3 separate regions of the Hordeum vulgare genome follow, and regions 1 and 3 are each linked to region 2. A link is a contact called in public Hi-C data. All regions are on one chromosome and are shown on one strand. The core of a region is the stretch at or near the end of the contact, and the rest is flanking DNA. Distances in the headings are between cores, read along the strand shown. Region 1 has its middle 40 kb from the start of LOC123429799. Region 2 holds the start of LOC123425564 (zinc finger protein ENHYDROUS-like). Region 3 holds the start of LOC123425565.

Region 1 (4,521 bases), core at 345-2,844, 330 kb after region 2:
CAAACCCTAGCAACCACCATGGGGTTCTTCTCCGGGAAAGAAATGGGCAAGTCCCCCGTCGTCCTTGTCGGCGCGTTCCCGTCCGCCTCACTAAAGAGTCAGCGTACCAGTGCACCAGGCGAGGTGGTACTGGGAACACCGCGTTCCCTCCCCTACCCCGTCGTTACGCTGCCGCACGACTGGCATTTGGATCAGGAGAGGATCCCAGTGCCAGCGGTGCCGCGATCGGTGCGGGCGCTTGCGGAGGAGGTGAGGCGCCGACGGGACCACCCGATGCCAGATCATCGACACAACCCCGTCTACGCTATAAACTCCCTTGACTGGGAGGCCTGGTTCGCATGGGAGTGCGAGGAGCAGCGCCGACGTGGCGTCCGTGACGTGGTGGCTGGAGCGCCGTCGCCCCTCGTCGTGCGCGAAGAAGACCAGGAGGCGGAGGCTGCGTACAAGAACGCGCTGGCGGCTGTCTTGCTTGCGAGCGAGGAAGAGGCGCGAGTGAAGGAGAAGGAGAAGGAGGCATGTCATAAGCAGCTGACGGGGGCCATTGCGCTCTTCGCTGCCGGCGACTGCATCGTGCCGCCGCAGGCCCCGCCTGCCCCTGTCGAGCTAGGGTCGCTGGTTCTCAGGCCTGAGCTGTACACCTGGAACGGGGTGGCGTGCGAGTGGGTCAGCGCACCACCCGTCTGGTTGAGTGCGACTCCAAAGCAGGAGGCGGCCTACCTAGAGCACTCACGGCAGTGGCGGTGTCAGAGGAGGACGCAGAGGCCCGACGGATCGAGTTGATGGAGCGTAGGCCGAAGCTAAGGAGGAGGAGCGACGTGCTGCCCAGCGAGCGACGATGCAATGACCGGCGGAGCACATCGTCGCTGACTCGGAGACGACCTTCCGCTGGACTGGCCCGACGCCGGTGCTAGTCGACCTCACGAGTCTGAATGACGGCGACGAGGAGGACATCTAGGACAGCGCGTCTTCTTGTTTTTGTTTATTTAATTTTATGTTTAATATAATGTAGGCTATCTTCTTAAATGTTTAATTGATGGTTTTAATATATTTCAAATGTTCACATATTTTTTTTGCGTCGTCTAAAAATGGATCGCTAGTCGTGTTGGATGCAAGCGCAGGCCAAGTTATAAAAACCAACACGGATGTCTGTTGGACCGATTCAAACGAACAAAATACAAACATAGCATATGTTCATTTGATTTAGCCGGTTGAAGTTGTTCTTATCCCTTTCAATTACGATCTATCTCATCTCCGTGACTGCAACATGAAACAGTTTTTCTCTTTCCTTTCGGACTAAGGAGCTCACACGTTCCAGAATCCATTTAGCAACCCAAAATAGATGGCCTTGTCAGCTGTCACCTCTCCTCATATTTTGTGTTCTGATGACACGTACACACGGTGGGTTTTCTAGTATTGTCCTGAACTCGTTTTTTTCCTTTGCCTAGCTTTTTTGGTTCTGGTTCAAAAAAGACATTGTATTTCCCTTATATCTATAACGGAAAGGAGAAAACCCCGGTTCGAAAAAAAGCTGCCACCTCTCCCCGTTCGTGTTGCATTTTGAGAATGGAGACGAGACCTGGCCGTAGCCTCCTTTTTTCCCCTATGAGCGAGAGAGAAGAACTGCCGCTCTTGTGCGAAGCGATGTCCAGCTTCGTACAGAACGGAGAAGCTGGCGACTTTAAATGGGCTGAACCATTTACGGGTTGCAGCGCCCCGATTTCGGGAACCTTCTAGAGATTTCAATCGGATTTTTTCGGTTTCGGCAAACTTTTAGAAGGATCCCTGTACAGGTTTTATTATTTTATTTTTTATTTATTCTTTTCTTTTCTATTTCTTTCCTAAAAATGTTCTTGATTTAAAAAAAAGTTCTATATTTTTGAAAATTTGTTCTCAGTTTCAAAATGTGTTATTAAGATTTAAATTTATTTTTAAGATTTAAAATGTTAGTGCTTTAAAAAGTTATTCACGCTTCCAAATTTTCCCTTTAAAAAAAATGTTCTCCATTTCAAAATTTTGTTCTTAAGATTCAAGAACTGTTTCTGCTTTCAAAAATTGTTCGCGTTTCTAAATTGGATCAGCAATTTCCAAAATTGTTCTCAGTTTCAATATTTGTTCTCAAGATTCAACAAATGTTCGTGCTTTAAATTTGTTTGGTTTTTTCAAAATTGTTCACGATTTCAAAATTTTGTTCTCAAGATTCATAAAATGTTCGTGCTTTCAAAAATTGTTTGCGCTTCCAAATTTGTTCAGGATTTTTCAAAATTGTTCTTGGTTTCAAAATTTGTTCTCAAGATTCAAAAACAAATCATGCTTTAAAAATCTGCTCCCTCTTTCAAATTTGTTCGGGGTTTTTTAAAAATTCTTCTCATTTTCAAAATTTTGTTCTCAAGATTCAAAAAATGTTCGTGCTTTGAAAACTTGTTCGTGCTTCCAAATTTGTTCCGGATTTTTCAAAATTGTTTTCGGTTTCAAAATTTGTTCTTAAGAAAATGGTCGTGCTTTAAAAATTTGTTCGCTCTTTCAAATTAGTTCGGGGTTTTAAAAAAATTATCCTTTTCTAAATTTTGTTCTCAATATTCAAAAAATATTCATGCTTTAAAAAATTGTTCGCGCTTCCAAATTTGTTTAGGATTTTTCAAAATTGTTCTCTGTTTCAAATTTGTTCTCAAGATTGAAAAAATGTTCGTTCTTTAAAAATTTGTTCACTTTTTCAAAATTTTGTTCTCAAGATTTAGAAAATATTCATGCTTTAAAAAATTCTTCACAACTTTGCGAAATTGTTTTTAGTTTCAAAATTTGTTGTCAAGATTCAAAAAATGCTTGTGCTTTAAATTTTTTCTTAAATTTCGAATGATCTTGCTTTTAAAAAAGTTCCAAATTTAATAATTTTATCATTTTTCAAACTTCCCTCATGAATTCAAAAAATGTTCTAGATTTTAAAAAAATTGTTCTTCAAATTAAAAAATAATTGTTTGCTTCAAATGCACAAGTAAAAGGAAAAACGCAGAAAAAAGGAAGGAAATAAGCAGAAATGAAAAAAAATGTTCATGGATTTCAAAAAATGATTGTTGTTTCAAAATTTGTTCAAATTTTCCAAAACATTCAGAATAAAAAATACATGGAATATGAGAATTCATTGTTATTTCCAAAAATATTCGGCATTGGATTGTTTTCCAAAATTTTCAAAAAAATCAAATATTTGTAAAAGTTCTATTAAACATGTCGCTTAGGTGGTATCTTAAAGGAATGTGATTTTATGACAAGTAGTACTCGCCTTGTCCGTTTTAGTGGCAGCGCCTCGTCCGTTTCAATGAGTTTTTTAAGTTGTGAAAGTGCTAATGGCTGGTCCGGGTCGCAGGACGTCTGTGCATGTGCGCGCTGTTGGACGTACAAAACGGTCAATACAAGTTCCTTCTCCCGCTTCTGGCCAACCCTTTTTTTCGAGTTATGGGTACTGACCAACCTTCGTCAGCTTGTGTGCCCACATATTTCCTTCGAGTTTTTTTGCGGGAATATTTCCTTTGAGTTGGAAGCCCTAAAGATTTGAACTAAGGATAGGTAGCCCTAGAATGAAAAATGACAGACCTACGAAACATCGGAGCAACTATCTCAGGAGCTCTCCTTCAAGAGCCTCTCAAGGGTCATTGTGAGACGTCGTCATTTTATGCATTTTCAGCCGTAGTCACGTATCGCGTTTTGAACGTTTCCTTCTAGAAAATAATCGCTCGTAATTTTGGGTTTACATGATTTTTTCTGGATACTTTTGGTGTTTCGGTTTTCCGCCTATCTTTCTTATATTTTGAATGAAAAAGATTTGATTCTTTTTGCACAGGAAAACACTTTTTTTCAAGAGGCACGGATTTTGTTTCCGCGAGAGGCCTCTTGAAAATGAAAAAATATGTTTTCCTTTTTTTCTTTCTCGAGAGACACGAATTTGCTTTCACGAGAGGCACGGTCATCCTCTCGAAAATAGAAAGAAACATGTTTTTCTTTCTTTCCTTTCTCGAAAGATACATTTTTTCTTCCGCTAGATGCATGGATTTCCTTTTACGAGAGGCACGGTCATGCTTAAATGAAAAAAAAACATGTTTATTTTTCTACATGAGCATTGTTTTTGCTTATGCAAGAGGTACGGATTTTTTTTCCGCGAGAAACACGGTCGTGCCTCTTGGAAACCAAGACAACACGTTTTATTTGCAAGAGACACGGTTTTGCATCCACGGAAGGCACGACCGCGCCTCTGGGAAATGAAAAAAGATGTTTTCTTTTTTTCCGTGAAAGACACGGTTTTGCTTTTCACGAATGACACTGATTTGTTTTCGCAAAAGCGCAGTTTTTTAAGACTTTTCTATCTATTTTTTGTTTAAAAAAGTTTAACAAAATGCATCAACATGAAATCTAGTTTTTAAAGATCTTAACGTGAGAAAACCTACGATAAAAATGGTTCACAATTTAGACGCATGGTTTAAAAAATAAAACATTTTAAATTAATGAATCTATAAAACAAGAAAAACTTCAGAA
Region 2 (4,452 bases), core at 1,341-3,840:
TGTCTTGAGGTAACCGGGATTGTGTTGAGCTGCTGTCGATGAACCTGTCTTGAGGTAACCGGGATTGTGTTGAGCTGGTGTCGATGAACCTGTCTTGAGGTACCCGGGATTGTATTGAGCTGTTGTCGATGAACCTGTCTTGAGGTAACCGGAATTGTGTTGAACTGCTGTCGATGAACCTGTCTTGAGGTAACCGGGATTGTGTTGGACTGCTGTCGATGAACCTGTCTTGAGGTAACCGGGATTGTGTTGAGCTGCTCTCGATGAACCTGTCTTGAGGTAACCGGCATTGTGTTGAGCTGCTCTCGATGAACCTGTCTTGAGGTAATCGGGATTGTATTGAGCTGCTGTCGACGAACCTTCCTTGGGGCCGTTGGGATTGTGTTGAGCAATCCATAGACCTTCCTTGAGGTGGCCTGGATGGGGTTGATGAGGAGGAACTTGCAAGACCAAACTCCTTCAAGAAAGATGTACCTGCTTGCGAAGCTCCAGCCTCAGCGGCCTTCTGCAGGAGCGCAGTTGCGGAGATGTGTGGTGCTGGAGGTGGAGCAAAGGTGCTGGGGTTGCTTGCATCTGTCTGCGGGAACAGAGAGGATGGTGTGCCGATTGCAAGGCAAAGGAAGGTGGGATCAACACCGATAAGATCACGCAGCGATCTGCTCTGGGGAGTGGTGCTTTTTGTGGCTGATGCAAACAGCCCCGCAAATGTGCTAGTCGTCGTTGCTGGCACGATGGAATTGGATGCGCTGCTGACTGTGCCACAACTGGTGCTGCTGCCATCTGTACCAATGGCATCCGAGGGCGATGGGAGGAAACAAGGAGGCATCGGGGTATCATTATCTGGCAAGTTGGAGTCTTCTAGTTCAGCATCGCCGTAATTATCTGCTTCCTGGAAGCAAACATCTTCATCTCGCTTATCTTCCTCCTCTTGCTTGATATCCACAATTGGCTCCACAACCACCACTGGCTCTGTAACATATAGGCATGGTACAAAAGAACAGGTCACTCATCATTGTTGACTGAATGATCATAAGGCTAGCTAAATTGGGAAAGAAACAAGACTGATGCATTCCTTTTTTTGCTAGTGATAAGAAATAAAGATGGATTAGGGAGAATGAGTTTGCTATAAATCTAACATGGTCTATGAATAGGTAGTAAGACAAACACATTGCAAAATGCAAAAGAAGCATACCATCCAAATTTGGCACAATTGCCACCATTGGGTGCTGCTCCTGTGGCATTGGAGATGGCGGCGACGGAGTCCGCTGTGGCTGTGGCTGTGGCTCCTCCCTTGTTGCCTCAATGTGCTGCGGCTCATCCACCTCGGCCACGGCAGAAGTCTCATTTTCATCTTCTCCCCCCTTGCCCTCCTCATCTTCCTTCTCCTTGTGCTTATCCACATTCTCCTCTTCTTTTTCCTTGTCCTTGTCTACATTCTCCTCAACCTCCTCCAAATCAGGTGGCCGAGGCGAAGGCGGCGTCGGAACAGCAAGCACCCTGCCTGTCTCCTCGACGAGAGCGCCACAGAAAGCGCGATGTGTCACGAAACTGTCTCTCCTGAATCAATCCAGCACGCCGACTGATGAATGAAACAAAAGTACAAACATTTGTCCCTCAAGGGAAGGAAAAAGGAGCCATCGAAATTGGGGGGAACCGAGCTGGAAGTAGTACCTGGTGAAGAGCGTGCCGCAGTCACAGCGATACTCGCGGGTGCCGCAGGTCTTGGCATGGGCCTTGAGGTCGGCCTGGACGGCGTAGCGCTTGCCGCAGCGTGGGCAGGCCCATCGCTTCTCGCCGTGCTTGCGGCAAAAGTGCTTCTTGATACCCGTGAGGTCCCCGAGCGCGCGGGCGGGGGAGTGGTGCACGCAGCCGGGCTCCGGGCAGACGTAGACCCTCCGGCGCGGCGGCGCCGCCCCGGGGCCGCGCTGCCGCAGCCGCCACGGAAGGTTGTGCCCCCGGCGGTGCAGCTGCAGGTTCTGGTCCCTCTGGAAGCCCTTGCCGCACACCTCGCACACGAACCGGTTGGTCGCCATGAGCGTCCCCGGCGACAGCGCGATCACCTCCGCGTCCGGATCTGCACAAGCACACGGAAACCGACCACCGTCAGACTAAGAAAGCTCGCGCGAGCCGTACCAACAACCCCGCAAAATCCGAAGCACGCGCTCTCGCCTGGCGTCCCGGGGAGGTTCCTCTTCTTCTTGGGCGGCGCCGGCGTCGCGGCCGCCTCCGGCTGCTCCGGCTCCGTCGGATTGGGCGGCATCCCCGGTCGATCTGGCGCCGCGGCCGCCGCTCCGCTCAGCTGACAGTCCTCCAGCTGCCCTTATCGGCGCCCAGACCCGCGTAGGCGAACGGAGGGCGCGGCGGCGGCGGAGGCGGTGGACGGAAGATTTTTTTTTCCCTCCCTCTCTCTCCTCCTTTCTTCGCTTCCTCTCTCGCTGGCTGGCTGGCTGGGTTGGCTTGCTTTCGATTGGGGGTTGGGGGTGTGGGGAGATGGATGAGAGGGAGTCAGAGCGGCCGCGGCATCGGGATGAGGCGTTGGCGGTGCGGTGCGGTGCTCCCTCGCTCGGGTGGGGAGGGGGGGTGGGGTGGTGTGTACCGCGCGGTGCCAATCCGGCACGTTGGCTTTTGGGTGCGGGGTGGGTAGCGTCCCCTGGCCGCCGTCGGATTCCGCGCCGTGATTCGTGCGCACGTGGCCTCGCCCTGCCGTTTACTGCCCTGCGGGGACACCCTTTTTGGTGGCTAGCTTGCCCCCTTTTAAATCCACCCCCACACCCCGAGAAAAATCGTCCGTGTCCATCCAATCCCCTCCATCACTGCGCGGCGCCCTCCCTCTCTCCCTCCCCCCCCTCAATTCCACATACGTATCGTCGACCAGCCCATACCGTCGCAAGGACTACTGTGCAAGTACAAGTACCGGTGGTACATTTATGTTACGTATACACCAATGAGATGCTGCTGCTGCTGCTAGACTACTAGTACTACATACTGCTGGGTCCCTCAGAAAAATTGGAACGTATTTAATCGTCAGGTGAGCGAAGATGTCTGCGGGCCGGGCGGCTAGGACGGAAAAGGGGGAGGGGGAGTCGTGTCCACCCCAGCCAAGGGAAATGGAAACGGAACCACGCGGTGGGCAGCGGTTGGATCTCCCCGGAGCCGATAAGGGCGGAAAGCGACGCCGGCCCCAGCTAGCGCGGCTGCTCAGAGATCGCCGTTATCCACATGGCGGTGGGGGTTGTCGTGTCGCCCCGCCCCCGCCTTGCGGCACGGCACGGCCACGGCGGGCAGTAACGGACGCGCGACGGCGCGGGCGTACGTATTCGCGCGCAACGGACCGGAAAGAAGTCGGCGAGCGTATTCCCCCACGCTGTCGAGGGCGGCTGACTAGTCGCTTGCCGTGGGGTGACGGGGCAGGGGGGCCCGTTCCTCTCTGGCCACCGGGCTGGATAGTAAACTCGTGAGCTAGAGCTTGTTTCTTGCAAAGGTGGACTGCCAATAAAAAAGTTTACTTTTACGCGTTGGTGGAGCTCTTGCTGTTTTTTTTTCTTTTCGCCTAGGTTTCGTCGTGTCGATGGTGGAGGATATTTTAGGTGCCGTCGCGTAGACCCACCTCCTGCGTGTGTGTGTGTGTGTTGGATCCATCACCGCGTTCGTACGGAGGCCAAAGCAGGCAAGCGACGATGACACTTGCCGGCAATGCCATGGAGATGGGCGCCGTTTTGGTGAACGTTTTGTTCTGCTCCTTCTTTTCGCGGGGTACAGTGCGTGCACTTCTCCTGAAAATAATACTCCCTCTCTTTCAAAATAAAATAAATGACTAAAAAACGACTCAACTTTGTAATAAAGTTAGTGTAAATTTGAGTCACTTATTTTGGGATGGACCCTCCCGCAAAAAAATAAATCAACCCATATGCTCATAAATACAAAAAAAAATAGCGCGTTATACAAAATAACATGACCCCTAAAAATATGCTATTAGCGTGCTATAGCGTGTTATTGACGAGACATTGTACACTGATCAATTTAGCAAGTCAATTCTCTACACGCTATATCGTGCTATTAGTGGTGTTATAGCGTGCTATTAAGTGTTTAATACGGACTACATAATGAGTGTATGTATACATATTTTAAAGTATATATTTATTCATTTTGTTTTATATGTATCTCATATTGAAAATCTTTAAAAGAACTTATATTTAAAAACAGAGAGTATATTGTTTGACTTTTTGTTGAGCAAATATAGACTTTAGGAGCTCAACCATATTTTTTTATGAATTTTACAACATGTCATATCTTAAAGATTATGATCTTGACGTTTTAAAGTTACATATATTTCCTTTCTCCTTGAGAGGAAAAGCAAGATAATGTTTTATAGCTTTACCTAGAGGTAATATAACTCCATGAACTGATTGTTACAGTAAGTTTTTATCTAAGTTTTGCACATGTGTAAAAATT
Region 3 (4,130 bases), core at 835-3,334, 320 kb before region 2:
TTTATCTCGCCATGTTGGTTGAATGTTAAAACAAGTTGCTGATCAGCTAATTGTTAATTTTAATCTACAAGGCCACAGTCCTGATGTGCTATTGGTTTTGAGCAATTCATTCCTGAGATTAGTTTCTAGGCAATTTAGATCCTGCAACCAATATCCGCTGCCTATGAAACACCAAACCTGTTAACAACTGTTAAATATAATAGAGTTATGAGGGTAATTCAAAGGTGCAGTTGAGACTGTGTGCCAGTTTATCATGCCATAAGAATAGCTGATACTCTCTCCGTAAAGAAATATAAGAGGGAGTACCTTTGAAAAGGTGGTCTCCTTGGATAGCATCTGGTCTTGGATGCGCAAACTGGTATCTGTTATGCTTTTTGGTTCATAGAGAAATACAGGGTGCTTTGTTATCCAGTAAGATCGTTGCACTCTTACCAAAGAAATGATCTGGAAAATCTTGCAGCATCCAGTTTGTTACAGGGATGCTCATGTTAAGAAACATGGTTCCATGAACATAAGTCAATCCTATTGATACAAGTTAGATGATACATTTGTAAGGAAACAGAAGCTGTTCTCAAAGATGCATATTTTTTGCATCCATACATTCTGCAGATATGTGCTACCGATATTTATGCTGTTATTAGCTAAAGGTCTTCTATGTGAAACTATTGATTTTACTTCTCTTAGATGATACTGCTTCTTTGGATAGTTTTGAACCTTTTCAAACTTCTCTGTTACAATCTTGTTTATACCAGCAAAGTTTTCTTCCCCGCCTTCCCATCCTTGATCATATCATCTGATACAAAAGAGTATTTTGTTTCATATGCATATTCGAGTGTAGTTTGCTTTAGGAATTTAATTCCCAACTAACTAATTTTTGTTATCTTTTTATTCCTGTTCAGGACACAAGGCTTCCTTGCACTCTTCACTGGTGACACTGGTGAGATTCGTGCAGAGGTTAGGGAGCAGATTGACACAAAAGTTGCCGAGTGGAGAGAGGAAGGGAAGGCTGAGATTGTTCCTGGTGTTCTGTTTATCGATGAAGTCCACATGCTAGACATCGAGTGTTTCTCCTTCCTGAACCGTGCTTTGGAGAATGACATGGCTCCGATCCTCGTTATTGCGACGAATCGAGGCATTACAACCATACGCGGGACCAATTACCGGTCACCACATGGTATACCGACCGATTTCCTCGACCGCCTCTTGATCATCACGACACAGCCATACTCGGCGGAGGAGATCCGGAAGATCTTAGACATCAGGTGCGAGGAAGAAGACGTTGAAATGTCTGCCGAGGGCAAGGATCTGCTCACGAAGATTGGTACCGAGACCTCGCTCAGGTACGCGATCCAGCTTATCACTTCTGCCGGCCTGGCCTGCCAGAAGCGCAAGGGCAAGGTGGTGGAGATGGAGGACATAAGCCGGGTGTACCACCTGTTTCTGGACGTGAAGAGATCGACACAGTTCTTGATCGACAGCCAGAGTGACTACATGTTCAGTGAAGTGCAAGGGGATTCAGATGGGGATGACGCCATGCAGCCCTAGACGGGAATTTTTGCAATGTAACTGTGGGTTGGTTTGTATGGCTCGTGTATCTTGTGGATTCTGCTTGCTCGTTTAGATTAGTGTTAAGCGTGAGATGATTTTACCTGAAGGCACGGTTGATGGGTGCTGTGAGCTATGTTAACGGCTGTAACCGGTGACTTCACAGTTGAGTGTATCCTGAGGAATCTTCCGTCTCAGGCTTGTCCGTTCAGTTCTTTTCCATTTTTTGTTACGTGCGTCATCAGTTTATATGTCGTTTCTGTTTGGTGGGAAAAGGTGCAGGATAATTAGGGATTACAAGCTGCAGTTAGAACGGCTGTGCAGCAACCAGCATGTGTCCTTGGAAGGTGTAAAAAGTGTCTGAAACCGTAGTAGTCTGCCCCTGACATGCTACTGGCCGAGAATGGTCTGATCTGAATAATGGAAGCAAGGTACAGTAGCTGTGAAACAGGATTTAGATCGCATCTGCCCAAGATGAAATGAGCTGCTGACTGACGATTCTAATCTGAAGCGGGACAATACTCAATTGGGCGCGTCTTCTAGAGGCAGACACACACGCACGGTACCACGCCACCGCATAGCACAAAGGCGATTTCGCAAGCCGCGCGGCGCGGCACACGCGGTCGCCGGCGCGATCGATCGATCATTGAGAGGCCGCCACGGCCGGGCTCGGTGCTCCGGGCCGCGCGTGCGCCCCCCCGCGCTCGGGGCGACGTGGTTCCGCTCCGTGGTGGGGTGGGGCCCTCGTCCTTCTCTCGGGAGTCGGGACATTGGACAGCACCATCAACAAAGGAAACCGTCCTCGCTTCCCCCCCATTCCCCACCTCCTTCCCCTCATCCCCCCTCCCCCACTATCCAACAGAGCAGCCCACGCTCTGCGCCACCTCCTCGACCGACCCGATCGCTCCCCGCCGCCGGCGCCATGGAATCCAGCGACCCCAGCTCCGCCGCAGGTACGCCCGCCCCTCTCTCCGCGGCCTCGTCCAACTGGATTGCTGCCCGGGACAGCTCGATCGCCCGTCCGGTCCGACCCCCCCTGCGCCCATTTTGTCTCCGTTTGCTTCAGCTGCTTCGCGCGTGGGAGCTGCCGCAGTAGGACTAGCGAGCGCCGGTGTTCGCGTGTCGGCGGTGGCGAGGCTGAAATCTACCGCGCACGAGCTGAGGCTGCCTTGTGCCGCGCAATGCGTCGAGCTTGCTCGCTGTTACCCTCGGCATCCGCGTGTATACAAGGGTCGGTTATCGTCGTATATATCAGCATTACGATTATAAGTTTGGCTCCAGCCTCATCACTGAGCACAGCTTGGGTGGAGGTGTTGTAGCTAGTGTGGATTTCAATTATTATTTTCAGATGGGATTGGTCATTGGTCTGATCCCATGCTGTTCTCAGTTCTGAGCTTAAGAGAGTGTACCCGTTCAGTTTAGTGATCACCTAAGGGCACAGATTGGTCATTAGGCACACACTCCATGCGGGCTTAATGCCGCTCACCTATACTATATGATATCCTGGTTATCTGCGTACAACTGGATTTCAGATGGGATTGGTCATTTGTCTGATCCCATGCTGTTCTCAGTTCTGAGCTTAAGAGAGTGTACCCGTTCAGTTTAGTGATCACCTGCAAACCGAATCCATCTGTTGGTTCACACATAGTTTCCAGCAAGCAGATGCGATTGCAAACTAAGAAATGAATCATGTAAGGCATCATCCCACTGAGTGAATGCGTAAAAAGCCTACCTATTTTTTCCCTCTCTCCCAGCTTATTGAATTCTTAGGCACCCACTCCATGCGAGCTTAATGACGCTCACCTATACTATACGATATCCTGGTTATCTGCGTACAACTGAATTTCGACTCCTCGTAGAACTGGGACTAATCCATGCATCCATATTTATCAGGCACTTTGGGTTCAGATTCAGACAATGTTAGGAGATGGTAGCCAATGATTCACCTAACTGTCCGTTTGCCTAATTCCCTAGTTGTAAGCTATAACCCAGGAATTATGGTTTAGTTGTACAAGGCATGTGCACCATGATGAAGGTGTTCTAGTTGCATCAGGAAAACAGGCACAATATTTAAAAGCTTACATAGTTTATGCATAACTTGCACAGTCAATATTTTCTCAGTCTGTTTGTTCTGAAATACAAGTATTGGAGCCTCATATAACTGTTGAAGTGTATATGTGGATTTCCTAGCCCTTTCCATCAGTTCGGACTTTTGGTTGCGTTGGCTAGTGCATGAAGCTTAACAATAACAACTGTGTGTATGAGTTCATTGCATTCATTGTATGTCACAACTGGAAATGACTTATGCATACAAGAACTACTGGTTGATAACTATTCTTTTGTGTAGATTTGAGATTTTGACTTACATTTATCAGCAATGAAGGAAGGTCTGGAACTTAAATTCTGGTTATGTCGCCTGTCATAGATATTTTTTGTTCTTATGCCAGGAAATAAGACGGAAGAAATATCTGTACCACCTGTGGAGGGTGTAGCTGGAGGAGGGACTAGTTATGGCTGGGTGCATGGAGGCTTACAGGGGTCTCATCTAGGTACTAGTGTGATTGACCCTACAAAGGTACATTCGA

The links. A called contact is a pair of places that touch in the nucleus more often than the background predicts.
Region 1: a Hi-C map of leaf shows a contact between it and region 2, with 4 times the contacts expected there. The contact joins the enhancer-like site here to the promoter of LOC123425564 in region 2. A contact is called at or near these places in 2 of 6 Hi-C or Micro-C datasets (leaf and seedling) and 1 of 1 datasets of contacts at active chromatin or transcription factors (embryo).
Region 3: a contact with region 2 is called in a Hi-C map of seedling, with 2.7 times the contacts expected there. The contact joins the promoter of LOC123425565 here to the promoter of LOC123425564 in region 2. A contact is called at or near these places in 5 of 6 Hi-C or Micro-C datasets (leaf and seedling) and 1 of 1 datasets of contacts at active chromatin or transcription factors (embryo).

Annotation. Positions count from the first base shown.
Region 1 is chr2H:139,137,199-139,141,719 of MorexV3_pseudomolecules_assembly, reverse strand. No RefSeq gene overlaps it. Among protein-coding and RNA genes, the nearest start is that of LOC123429799, 40 kb to the left of the region's middle. Within about 2 kb of position 1,594, at least 2 of the 3 cell types and tissues checked have open chromatin away from gene starts, as enhancers often do. A contact at or near this core is called in seedling, where this site is marked.
Region 2 is chr2H:139,464,873-139,469,324 of MorexV3_pseudomolecules_assembly, reverse strand. LOC123425564 (zinc finger protein ENHYDROUS-like) reads right to left here and starts at 2,590. Exons shown (of 5, transcript XM_045109254.1): 1 at 2,170-2,590; 2 at 1,672-2,074; 3 at 1,193-1,557; 4 at 1-969. The coding sequence starts at 2,260.
Region 3 is chr2H:139,785,754-139,789,883 of MorexV3_pseudomolecules_assembly, reverse strand. LOC123425565 reads left to right here and starts at 2,084. Exons shown (of 16, transcript XM_045109255.1): 1 at 2,084-2,498; 2 at 3,993-4,130. The coding sequence starts at 2,468. It overlaps LOC123425566 (ruvB-like 2), which reads left to right. Exons shown (of 2, transcript XM_045109258.1): 2 at 900-1,772. The coding sequence ends at 1,545.